3 separate regions of the Zea mays genome follow, and regions 2 and 3 are each linked to region 1. A link is a contact called in public Hi-C data. All regions are on one chromosome and are shown on one strand. Each heading gives the region's core, a stretch centred on a gene start, on an enhancer-like site or on the middle of the called end of the contact. The rest is flanking DNA. Distances are from core to core; before and after follow the strand shown.

Region 1 (4,030 bases), core at 1,219-3,718:
GCAAAGCAATCATTCACTCAACACACTTGGGGAATAACAAAGAACATTACACCAATCATGTGTAACACAGATCAAACACAGGTTCAATAGAAAAGGTAAAGATACAAAAGTGAACTCTATGCTCTAGGGTAGATCACTGTGTTTTAAGGGTCTACTGTTCTCTAACCAAGTTTATCTCAGTCAATTACTTCCCTAACTAGGTCTATCTTAATTGATTACTTATTTAATTAAAGTCATTCTAGGGATGGGATTACATATTGCATGAGGTTAATTTCATAAAGTTAACCACTTAACTATTCATTAGGGCTTTACCCTTCTATTTTCCTTTTAATAAATAATTCATCACTTTAAATGAACCTATTATCTAGTCATAAAATTAAGACATGCAAATAGTGCAAGATTATAATTTAAACAGATAGGTAATAATATTATGAACATTTTGCAATTTGAACCACCCAATTTGGAGTTCATATGCAAAAGATATGAAATAAACAAGTTTTGAAATTTGAAACCCTAAACTAGACCTATTTATGTGATTAAATATATTCCCAAGGTTCTCTCTGCATGATTTCAGGGGCTCGGCTGCAAAAACCAGGGACGCCATGTTCTATTACCCGGGAACCGAGGGTTCGTTTTACAAAATGGCAAATCTAAGGGGTATTGGGTCTTTTCAGTCATTAGATCTTAGACCGACGACCATGATTAGAACTGGCGGGCGGGCGCGCAGACGCGGACGCCTGACAGGTGGGGCTCAGGGTGGGGCGAGACGCGCGGGGCCCACGGGACAACGACGCGCTGAGGGCGCGAGGTGCTCTGGCCACCAGATCTTGGATCAACGACTCTGGTTCCACAAACCACGCGAACCATTACCCGAACACCTGGGCCATCGGATCAAGGGTGGACGGCTAGGATCAAGCGTCTAGGGGGTTTATCAACTCCGGCCATCGATCAATACAGAACATATCATTCATAGATTTAGTATTTCCTAGATTTTGACAATAGATCAATGGACTTTTTTATATACAAAGAGGTACGTGAGTTTGTTGCATTATATAGTATTAAATTATTTAATTCATCTCCATATTATGCTCAGACCAATGGTTAGGCCGAGTCAAGTAATAGGACATTGGTTAGCCTTATCAAAAAGAAGATATCTGATTATCTTAGGCATTGGCATAAAGTTTTGTCTAAGTCTTTATAGGCTCATAGAATATTTAGACATCGTGCCACTAAGGTTTCTCCTTTTGAGCTTGTATATGGACATGAAGTGATCTTGCCTATAGAAGTAAATCTAAATGCTATTAGGATTTCTAGGCAAAATGATTTAGATGTCGGTGAGTATCATGATTTAATGATGGATAATGTTGATGAGTTGACCGATAAGAGATTGATGGTTTTGAATAAGATTGAAAAAAATACAAGCTTATAGTTGCCAATGCTTACAATAAAAAGTTAAAGGCTAAATCATTTTAGGTTGGAGTTTTGTTGTGGAAGACAACCTTGCCATTGAAGACTAAGGATCCCAAGTTTGGCAAATGGTTTCTATGTTGGGAAGGGCCTTATAAGGTGTACATATAATTTCTAGTAATATATACATGTTGGAAACATTGCTAGGAGAGAAGTTACCTAAAACATTGAATGGTTGTTTCCTGAAAAAAGTATTATCCTATTGTGTAGCAGTATACTTAGAAAGTCGATGTTCTCACATCAAGTTATATGTCTAGAAAATATGTAAGGAATGGATGCTGTTTGGTTCAAAAAATGTAACGCAAATGGTAATGGTAACGGTTTCGGCTCGATTACTGGCGGTAACAAATTTGAATAGGCTGGTATCAAATTTTAGTGTAGTATCTGATTACGGTTGGATTAAAACAAACATGGTTTAACGTTATCCGTTACCCATTACATTAAAAATATATGAACCAAACGGCACCCATGTTTTTTTGCTCGCCAAACTCTGCCAAAAGAGAAGGGGCATGTGTTGAGCACAAAATCTGGCACCTAGACGACTGGACGGTCTGACAATATGGTCCGAACGGTTTGGACCTCGGACGATCTGACATGATAGCCCAGATGATCCACAATCAGATTAATTTAGGCTGGAGTCCTTATCTCTTGCGAGGTTATCCTACTATCTCGCGATATTTTATTAGATGAACCTCCCTATATATATATATATATATATATATATATATATATATATATAAAGAATACAATTATTGAATGATCCAACAGTTGAACCCAAATGTAGATCTACCTTATTTACCTTATGAATTAGCTTTAGGAGTAGTTTCAGCCCTAGTTGCAATTCCATATATCCAGCCAAATCTCTCTCTGCTAATGGGCCGAAAATGCAAGGTTTTCATACGCTGGAACTGGTCCAGTTCTCGGTCCATCCAACTCCCCTATATCCTCTAAAAACCCAAGACCGCCGCCCCTGCACGGCTGCACGTCAAGACCTCCACGACCACGACTGGACCGCCGCCGAGCGGCGACGGCCCCTCCCTCCTCCATTCCCCCGCGTCCCTCTGCCGGATCCTCCCGTCCCCGCCGCTCTCCGCCCGGGCGCGGACGTTCGAAAGATTCCTTCCGTGCACCTTGGTAACGAACCCTATACCTCTCTTGGGCCGATTGGTTGTTTGTCTGGTCCCCTTATCCAAACTATCGGCGCTGGTCCTGTCGCCCCGTTCTCAATCGATTCCGAATTCCTCTTTCTTCCATTCCAAGAGAGTTTTGCCCCCTCCGCTGAGATGGCCGACGTGGATTCCTTCTTTGCGTGCTCGGCGCGCTGCTGATTCGGTCAGTCTACTCAGTGACCCGTGCTCCGAGTGGATTAGGTTTTCTTCCTCTCGTTCGTCTCAACGACAGATTGTGCTATCGGCACCCATACGAGCTCTCAGGGCCCTCCTTGACAAGTCCCAGTGTCCTGTGCTATGTGCTGAATTCTGGCCGTCTGCAGTGACTAGGTTTCCTCCGGCTAGGTTTAGGGTAGGTTTCCTCCGGTGCTGTGCCAGAGCCAGAATTGGTAGCCTGGCCGACCGCTGCCTGTTCTGGTGAAGATGTCCACAAGCATCTCAGACCCATTCCTTTTGTGCTCATGCATAAAGGCCCTACTGGCTTGTGTGTATGTTGTGGTCTATTCAAGTGGTTTGTCCTGTACCATCCTTGACTGTGACGATTCAGTTCCAAACCTAGCCAGCTAACCGTTTCGCGCCGGAAATGCGTTACCTACAACCATTTTACGCACAACAACCATGCATGTATGAGCTTTCCATCTAGGTGATTTAACCGTTGGGACCTGTGTTGTACTCACTCAGATGGTTGCATTGTGTAGCACTATCTTTCATGTGCTTCCTTGTTCTAATTTGTGCCATCGATGACCAAACCTAGTTTGGTTGTCATTTGTTGCTTCCAAATCTAGTTCCTTGTCATGTTGCCTTGTTGGTTTAGTTACTGGGTTGGAGGGCTCTAGTAAGTATAACAAATGTTGCATCCCCTGTGGCTGCATTGTGCCGAGTCGTTGGTATGTGTGATTCTGCCTTGTTTGATTATTCTCTGTGGTGCCTAAGTAAAACATCATACATCAGTTACCAATGTTTTCAAGTCGTCCGATTAATCACGATTAATCGTCGAAGTCGGTTTGGACCAATCACGATTAATCGCCCAAGTCGTCCGACTAATCGTGATTAATCGCGATTAATCGCCAAAGTCGGTCAGCTAGAACGACCAGCAAGTTGTCCGACTTGAAAATATTGCAAGTTACTTTTGATATGTTAAATGGATTGGTTGAGCTATTGTATTTATAGCTTGGCTGATAAAATTCTAATTGGCTGTATCTATTTTTTGGTGATATCTTGTCTTGGTTATTTCTTCCCCAGGCCCACTCATGTGGGAGCAGGCAGCACTAGGTCTGTCCATCTCCCTACAATATTTTTTTGCTATGGTCACAGTGGTTATGTTGTGTACAACTGTACCTTTTCTTGTTGGACTTTGGATGCCTTTTTTCAGAAAATGTTGATAGCTAGATGTT
Region 2 (4,489 bases), core at 1,040-3,539, 370 kb before region 1:
ACAGGAAGAGCTAAAAGTTATTAAAATTGTAAAAATATATATTTTTAGTCACTTTTAGTTCTTCCCTTTTGAAACTATGATCATGATAATTTATTATTTCATAGCTTCATGTTGGTGTGCATGACCAAGGTAAAAATAATATAGTCCCATTTTTCTAAATTTATTTTTAATGAAGACCCTATTTGTTTGGGTTAGACTATCTTCAGCAGCTTATCCATACTTATTCTCATATTCAAACTCTACTCTACGAATAGTGTAATCTACAGTGCAAAATAGTGCTTATAAGTAAACTTTGATTGAACTACTGGAGTCTGCCTTACCGTTGTTCGTTTATTGGAGTCCATGTCTAGGGCTTGTGTTTTAGGTATAAAAGAAGAAAGAGATAGGTTTATTCAATGTTGTTGTTGTTGAGTGGATAGTTAGGATGTAACAGTTCAAATTGCAAACCAGCTGGAAGAAAAAAAAAGATAGTAAAACGAAATGGAGTTGGGAGTAGCTGGATTGATGTGCCGCTTGAATTGACCTACGGCAATGGGGGAAGGCCGGAAGGGGCTTCGGCCGCGTGCGCATAATTTCTAGAAAAAAAGAAGCCTTTATTTCAGTCATAAATCACCATTTAACTCTAGCTTTTGTCCTGAATTGTCGTGATTCCTCTAGTTCAATTTAGAATCATCTTCTATCCTAGATTTTCTAGATTCATGTGATTCATCTTACAAGATATCATGCTCCTGTAAAATCTATAGTTGACAGCTGTTTCAACAAAATAAATTTCAGTTTTCCATAATCGTCAGCCCATAGTAGCTTTCTTATAGCTCACAGCTAAAATCAGATTTTCGGAAATCTACAACTTAACCAAACAGACCCTTAGTCTTTTCTTGTCCTAGATCTGCCTCTGGCCTCCAGTACTCATTACTCTAGTCGTTCGCTTAGGATTAAAGTCGTCTGTTTGAACTGCTGCAACTGTAATCTATAGAAAAAAACACTTTAGAAGTAGTAGAATCAAGTACAGATTAAAGGCAAGATAGCACTATTTTTTAACCCACAATCCAGCAGCGGACCTATGTTATGGGGAGCGGGGGCACAGGCCCCACTCAATTTCGTTGTTTTAATGGATATTCTATCTTATTCAATGTATTTACAAAGTTTTAGTAGCCCTATGCATTTATTTAGGCCCAGGCCCTCACTCAACCTTTGGGCTGAGTCCGCCCCTGCTCGTGGCAGGTAGCCTCTTGCACCCCTATAGGTCCTGTAAGGATGTTTAGGCTATCTCCAGCAATGTCCCATAAATTTCATCCACTAAAAGAATATTCTATGTCCTTTACAGCACACTCCAAAAGATTTCATCCTTTATATCTTCTCCTTCTCCAGCAGTATACTCTAAATTATGTTCTCTATATGAATAGTGATACCAGATTTTGTATTCTATATTTTTTCGTATTCGACACAAAGAAAAATATTATTTGTAGGTCTCGAAAATAAAATACGCTACATATTGCATTCTTGATTATGTAGCCTAAATTACTCATACTTATTTTTACCAACTCATTAACCAAGCTTTGTAGTTTACATTTTTCCGTATTGGACATGAAAAATGATCGTTCGAATGTCCCTACACAGGAATGGCGATTGGCGGCTGGACGAAAGGCCGATGGAGTTGGTCGTTGGTGCCTGGCTGTGCTCGCGATATCCTCCGCCGCCGGCTTCGTGTTAAATACCGACGAGCTAGATCTGCGACGGAGGGCCAATAAAGTTGGTCGAGGACGAGCTAGATCTGCGACGGAGCACCCGATGTACACCTCGCCCTCCCCTCCTTGCGGCCGCTGCTTCCCCGTCCCTGCGAGTCTGTGACCTTGGCCAGCTTCCACGACCCCTCCTACTTGCTCGAGAGCTTTAGCCCCGGCGCCATGGATGAGAGCTTTGCCAGCACCAACAGAAAGCTTTAGCCCCAGCGCGCGGAGTAGACGAAGGTGTCGTTTAGCGGATGCCCGAGATCCGCTAGCTTTAGCGTGTATGAGGACGTGCTCTAAATTTACCGAACTTTTTAGCGTGTGTTGCTGGACTCATAGAGGAGGTAATTGTCCGCTAAATTTAACTTACAGAATCATTTATCGGTCGTTGTTGGAGACAGCCTCAATAGACCAGTACTCAATCGTATGGAAGTAGAAACTGGCAAATTGCATGGTTGACTTGTGCACCCTATTTATATACCATCCTATCGCTTCATGAGATGCTCCATTCCCACTGCCCTGTTGGGCGGCCTTCAAAACACAGCCCCTCCTCTCTCTCTCTAAGACGGGAAACTGCAGCACATATTAATTAGTAACTAGCTAGGTAGAAGAAGATGAGCTCGTCGATCAGCATGATGGAGGCGAGAATGCCTCCGGGGTTCAGGTTCCACCCCAGGGATGACGAGCTCGTGATGGACTACCTCCTACAAAAGCTCTCCGGCCATGGCCACCATGCCGGCGCTGCCATCGTCGTCGACGTCGACCTCAACAAGTGCGAGCCATGGGACCTCCCAGGTCTGTAGTACTAAAATCTGATTTAATTGCAGAAATAAACAATATCCTTTTTTGCTAATGCATCCAAAGTCTATACTAGATCATCAGAAGTTCTACAACAGGGAATTAGTAAATTAGTAAGAAAAAAATGAATAAGAAGATTGAGCAGCAAAAAAGAACAATTGGCTTCGCCCGGGTTCGAACCGGAGACCTTCAGTGTGTTAGACTGACGTGATAACCAACTACACCACGAAACCATTTGTTGATTGAACTATACAGAAACTGTTATATTATTATTTTTCGTTCGTTGATGTCGATCAGATTCCGCGTGCGTGGGTGGGAAGGAGTGGTACTTCTTCAGCCTGCGCGACCGCAAGTACGCGACGGGGCAGCGCACTAACCGCGCCACGCACTCCGGCTACTGGAAGGCCACCGGCAAGGACCGCGCCGTCGTCGCCGGCGGCGAGGTGGCGGTGGGGATGCGCAAGACGCTGGTCTTCTACCGGGGCCGCGCGCCCAGGGGGAAGAAGACGGAGTGGGTCATGCACGAGTTCCGCCTCCACCCCCATGCCGCGCCGTGCCTGCTAGCAGCAGCTGCGCCAAACAAGGTAACTGATTAGCCTCTGGATAGTCGTGGATCACGTTATTAATTGTCACAAAACCCTTAGAGCTTGTTTGGGAGTAAGTGGAACAAAGAGAATTGAGGGGGCTATAATCCCTTACTATTCAATTTTGAATAACAAGGGATTATAGCCCCCTCAATTCTCTCCATTTCACTTGGTCCCAAACAAGCCCTTAAAGTCGATCGGGCCGGAGTGATGGTGTTTTGAACATCAGAATAGCAGTACGATCCACGTTTGTTTGGTGCTCGTTGAAATGTTTACAAAAGAAGAAGGCGGGGGATGTTGAACTGTTGATGGTCTCCTAAGTTGTCTTTGGCACCACTGTGATGATGCTGAAGAAGCTATTTTACTCATTTGGCTCTAAACAAATCCAAGCATGTAGGGTCTCGTTCAACATGCATTCTCGCATGACAAAGCTACCTGCCCACCCTAATTATTGTACTCATGGCCGCCTAGTCTGCCTCTGCCCATCCGTTACTATCTTTCGGTCAATTCATGCCTACGTCACTACAATCATCCAACCCAAAGCTGTTCCATCAGATAAGCTACAGCTATTTAAGTAAATTAATGATGAGCTGAACATTCCCTTGAAAGGGATTTATTTGACTCTCTATACGACTGATTCTTCTTTTACTCAAGCCTGTAGGATTGCTAGTTTCCTCAAGTAACAGATTTCCAACACAGAATCCTTCAAGTAGCTTGTTGTAAACGATGCTATGTCAGTTCCATCAACATCACACAATAAGCTATTACAGTAAACAAAATTTAATGTGCTGCACATTCCCTTGAGAAGGATGCGATGAATCTCCGGCTGACTAATTCTTTACTTCAAACTGTCAACCAAATTTGTATGATTGCTTATTCCTCAGGTAAACCAACCCCAGAAAAAAAAATGTAACTTTTCAGTGCGACCTGTTGCAAGAGGTGGTTATGTTAGTTGCATCAACATTATGCATCGCATCAGCCTGCTGAATTAGCCTGTCAGAAACATGAAATATATTCCAGCCCTCCCTAGGATGAGGTTTTTTTTTAAATTTCTTTATGGACTATATATAACACGTCTCTGCAAAATTCAGGAGGACTGGGTGCTATGCAGGGTGTTCTACAAGAGCAGAACAACCAGCCCAAGGCCAGAATCTGAAGACGCCCGGGACGGCACCCCATCAGCTGAACCGCAACTGCCGGCTGCCCTGCCGCTTGCGCCCCTCGCTGACACCTACGCCGCCCCAACGGTTGCAGAGCAGGTGTACTGCTTCTCCGGTCTGCCGGCACTGCCATTCAGAAGACCAGTGAGCCTTGGGGACCTTCTGGAGTTCGACGCCTCCGAGAAGGAATCTGTCACGACAGCGATGACCAGTGTCTCGA
Region 3 (4,297 bases), core at 992-3,491, 440 kb after region 1:
ATAGATAATATTTATACTGATAATAATATACAGCTGCCAGTTTCTATGATTATCACTCATTAATTAATCAGAGATGCTGTTTGCCACAAAATGAAGCAATATGGTAGCCCTATTTTCACTTCATATCAGAAATTCAACTCCTAGTTTATATTTACAGACTACAGAAGCATTAGATCAATCGAACAACTATAGGACTGATAGTATCTTAAAAATCAAATGCATGATCTACAACACAGCAGTAGATGTTGATTAAAATAATGCATAACAATTCGGTAGAATACTAAATACCAACATTAACAACACTAGAACAAAAACATACTTAGGACATGGAAGATTCCATCAACAGCACGTATATGTGAGAGGAATGCATTGCCCAGACCATCCCCAGCATGAGCACCTCTAATAAGCCCAGCTATGTCAGTTACTTCAAGATATGCAGGCACCTGCACAGAATTTCAACGACCACAATGCACATGAAACACGATTTGAACAGTCATTGTACATCTGATGATCTGAAACATAACCTCAGAAAGAGAAATGCGATTTTTACTTTCTGGGTGGGAGCAGCAGAACATTTTTTTTTCAAAACTTAGTCAAATTCAAATAATTTCAATAGAAACTGTAGGGGCTTAAAGGGGTCCTGCCCCCCCTCCTCTCTGTCACCGAATATGGGTAAAGAAAAGAAACAAACCTCACTCTTTGGCTTGTAAAGTTTGCAAAGCCAATCAAACCGTTCATCTGGAACATTCACCCGTGCTTCATTTGGTTCGATGGTACAGAAAGGAAAATTCTCAGCTGGGATAGCCAACTTCGTTACTATGTTGAAAAAAGTTGATTTGCCAACATTTGGCAACCCAACCTGCAGAAACATTAATCCAAAAACTGAATTAGACCTCATCTTACTGACTTACATTGCCATTTTATCAGTGACAAACATGAAACGATCAAGTGGCCAGTGATGGGATTATAACCAAATACAAATGCAATTTTGCCACCGAGCTAATCACATTTGCCAACAAAACTTGATGCATAGTCAGCACTCAGCGGTCAGCGCAGAGTGGCAAAACAATTGAACCATTCGTAGCTTAAAATGTCACTAACATGCGCAATCTAAAGGTACGGGCATTATGATTTGTTAAGCCATGATAGTATACTATTCCCTCCATTCCAAAACAATAGCTACCTTTAGTTTTGTCATCATAAGTCAAACATCTCTAACTCTCACCAAGTTTTTGCAGAAGAAAAAACATATATTAACATCTAAAAGTTCAAATAAATGCACTACCAAGACATATCAATGAAACTAATTTGATGCATTTTTCTATAATTTGATTAAAGTTAGGATAAAGCTAAAGTGAACTATAGTTTAGATTGGATGGAGTATATAAGACCCACAAATGCCCTAGGCCTCTAACATGCCACTAAAGCAAGCAGTACAGCACCATGGTATACAAAAGAAACATACAGAACTACTGCCAGATATAGGCTACGTGCACACAGCAAAAATATATATCAGTGCAATTATTCCAAATCATATCCTCAGCAACCATAAGTAAAAAAACAAGAAGTACAAAAACCAATAATAACAATTCGATCACACCTGACACTCACTAGCCAACTTCCCAGGAACAACACGATAATAGGATCAGGTAAATCTGTGCCAACAACAACCTGAGCCTCCGAAGCAACTATCTCCGTGCACAAGGGGCAGCACACGTACCGCGCGGCTCGAATCAATTAACCACGAAATCACAACCTAAAGCTCCCATCGAGGCATCCACGACTCATTAGCTCAGAGCCCGTAGATACTACCAGAACTTCAGGCGAGCACGGACAACGGCTACCACATGAAGGCCCTTATAACTCCAACCGCCGGTAGCCCCAGCGGAGCTGAGCTCGCTCAGTCCATCCACGGTGTCCCAGAACGGCTACGATCCTAGGGAAGGGAGTGTGCATCGGGGAGGGGATGGAATTGGGCTTACGATCCCGATCTTGAGGTGGGAAGAGAAGCGTCCAAGGATGGGGCGCTCAGACGGCGCAGCGTCCTTCTTGGCCTTGGGAGGCATCGTCGGCGGTCGGCGGTCGGCGGGGATGCGGCCGGAGCAACCTGGGATGGCTAGGGTTTTTGGGGGGAAGCGGAGGGTCAGCTCTTGCGGCTGCCGATCGAGTAGGGAGATGAACACGGATTCGCGGTTGCTGGGCTGGGTTGGGCTGTGAGATGAACGATGGATCGAGGTGCTGTGGGGAGAGGTTTTCTTTTCTTTTTTCCACTAGGTTTTATGTTTGCAACTTGAGCGAGAGATTTAGCCCCTGTTTGTTTCGGCTTTTCACAGTTTCTGGTCACCAAAAGCTGCTGCAAACTGCCAAACACTCAGCTTTTCAGTCAGCTTCTATAAAATTCGATTCGGTAAAAACCATTCAAAATCAACATAAACATATAATCGGTTGAGTTGTCACAATAGTAGTAATCCGTCACTTTATAGATCCTGAGCCCCATGGACAACTTTATCTTCCTCCGCACGTAATCCTAATGATACTCAGATTCTCTGCAAAGCCCGATTCTCCCCACAGCTAGATTCTCGGAAAAACTGGTCAGAAAAAAAGCTGAACCAAAAAGGCCCTTAGGTGTGTTTGGTTTTGTTTTTTTTTAGTTTTTACTTTCTAAGATCATTCCCATTGGAAGTTTTATTATAGTTTTGTTCTTATTAAATAGATGACACATCACTATGTTTGATGACATGGCGCGGTAGAGAGTTTCATGAGAGGAGAGAGAGGGTTTCATCGAGATGAAACTCAAGATACACTGTGTCACTTTTGGAACGGTGCAATGAAACTTCTACTGGGAATGGCATAAAAGACAAAAAATGAATCAAAGGGCTCGATCTAGAAAATAGTTTTTTTCCAAAAGCCGGGTTTCTTAGAGTATAAAATAAAAACACATGTAGATCTGTTTTAGTAGCTTTCGGATGGACTGTGAAAATATATAATCGAAGAACTTTTAGTAATGTACATTAAATGGTTTTTAGTTTTTTTACAGTTCACAGTCCACATCAAATTTTTTCATAGTGTTGGCGTCGATCTGGGCAGCGCAATCACTAGGGATGTATCGTCTGACGGTGCCCTCTGCGACGGTGCGGATGGTCCGTGGCTCTGGGCCGGACGGTCCGCGGCCTGAGCGCAGGAACGACGCCTTCCCTGCTTCACACCGGACGGACCGCACATAGGGTCGAACGGTCCGCGATGGCGCAGGGTCATCTTCCTCCTCCTCGCTAGAACCTAGATCTCGCCCTTAGGGAAAGAAATCTTAGGGCACCCTAGGTCGACATGTCACTCGGGCCATCCCCAGACGACGTGGAGTCGCCTAGGAATTTAGAGATCAATTCGAGGAAGATGCCTTGGATGGACAACTAGATCTTGCCCCCAGAAGGGGTAAGATCCTAGGGTCGTCTTGGGTCAGCGGGCCACCCAAGACGAATCTAGACGACGTAGAGTCGAATATGGGTGGAGGTGGATATGCGAAAGGCTATAACTAGAACTACGCTACATCTACTCCTAGGGCGGGAATGATAAAGAAAGTAGTTGGCTCAATTAGAATGTGTTCGGGGGTTCTCAATCGGTCGTACCCCTTTATATTTATAGGGGAGGAGGTCTATACCTGTTCCTAAAAGATAGCCAACAACTCTCACGTGATTAGATGGATAACCATACACAAGATAAGGATAATCACCTGAGTTGATCTGATCGCGGGGCCGCGGACCGTCCGGGCCCTAGGGCCGGACCGTCTGCCACTTTTTCTGCTCAACACATGGCCCCTGCTGTCGGTGTTTAGAGTCCAACCGCACACCCAGGGTTACCCTTGTGGTGCTTTTGGGTAGGACGGTGTTGTTGATTGTAATTCAATGGTTCATGCGAGACGCACGAGAGAGAGAGAGAGATGATTTTCTGCAGGTTCGGGCCGCTTGGAGAGGCGTAATACCCTACTTCCTGGGGTGGATCTGTATGCAGTGTGTTACAAGTGGTACCTCCTGAATGGAGGAAAGCTAATGAGATAAGTAGATGGGGGATGAAAATGATGGGGTTCCCCTGAGCCTTATATACACGACCGTGGGGCACCCATACGTACATGATGATCACATGTCTCCTAAATAATAGTGAACAGATTGAAGTGGTCTCCTGAAAATCCCGCCGACTCATCCCTAATCCGCCCTGACATTTGAGGGTGCCATGCGCGGGAAAGTCGGACGATTTCTTTAGATAGCGCACGATTTGACGGACTGCCTGGGCTCGAGTCTGTCGT

Evidence for each region. A called contact is a pair of places that touch in the nucleus more often than the background predicts.
Region 2: a contact with region 1 is called in a Hi-C map of ear, with 3 times the contacts expected there. The contact joins the promoter of LOC103641134 here to the promoter of LOC100384498 in region 1. A contact is called at or near these places in 3 of 25 Hi-C or Micro-C datasets (ear, leaf and tassel).
Region 3: a contact with region 1 is called in a Hi-C map of leaf, with 7 times the contacts expected there. The contact joins the promoter of LOC100283841 here to the promoter of LOC100384498 in region 1. A contact is called at or near these places in 3 of 25 Hi-C or Micro-C datasets (endosperm, leaf and tassel).

Annotation. Positions count from the first base shown.
Region 1 is chr10:62,490,306-62,494,335 of Zm-B73-REFERENCE-NAM-5.0, forward strand. It overlaps LOC100384498 (RNA-binding KH domain-containing protein), which reads left to right and starts at 2,469. Exons shown (of 8, transcript NM_001345920.1): 1 at 2,469-2,601.
Region 2 is chr10:62,117,763-62,122,251 of Zm-B73-REFERENCE-NAM-5.0, forward strand. It overlaps LOC103641134 (NAC domain-containing protein 21/22-like), which reads left to right and starts at 2,290. Exons shown (of 3, transcript NM_001301481.2): 1 at 2,290-2,522; 2 at 2,823-3,109; 3 at 4,201-4,489. The coding sequence starts at 2,342. It overlaps TRNAV-AAC (transfer RNA valine (anticodon AAC)), which reads right to left and starts at 2,758; the gene lies at 2,685-2,758.
Region 3 is chr10:62,930,511-62,934,807 of Zm-B73-REFERENCE-NAM-5.0, forward strand. It overlaps LOC100283841 (GTP-binding protein PTD004), which reads right to left and starts at 2,242. Exons shown (of 12, transcript NM_001156739.2): 1 at 1,983-2,242; 2 at 692-859; 3 at 320-443. The coding sequence starts at 2,066.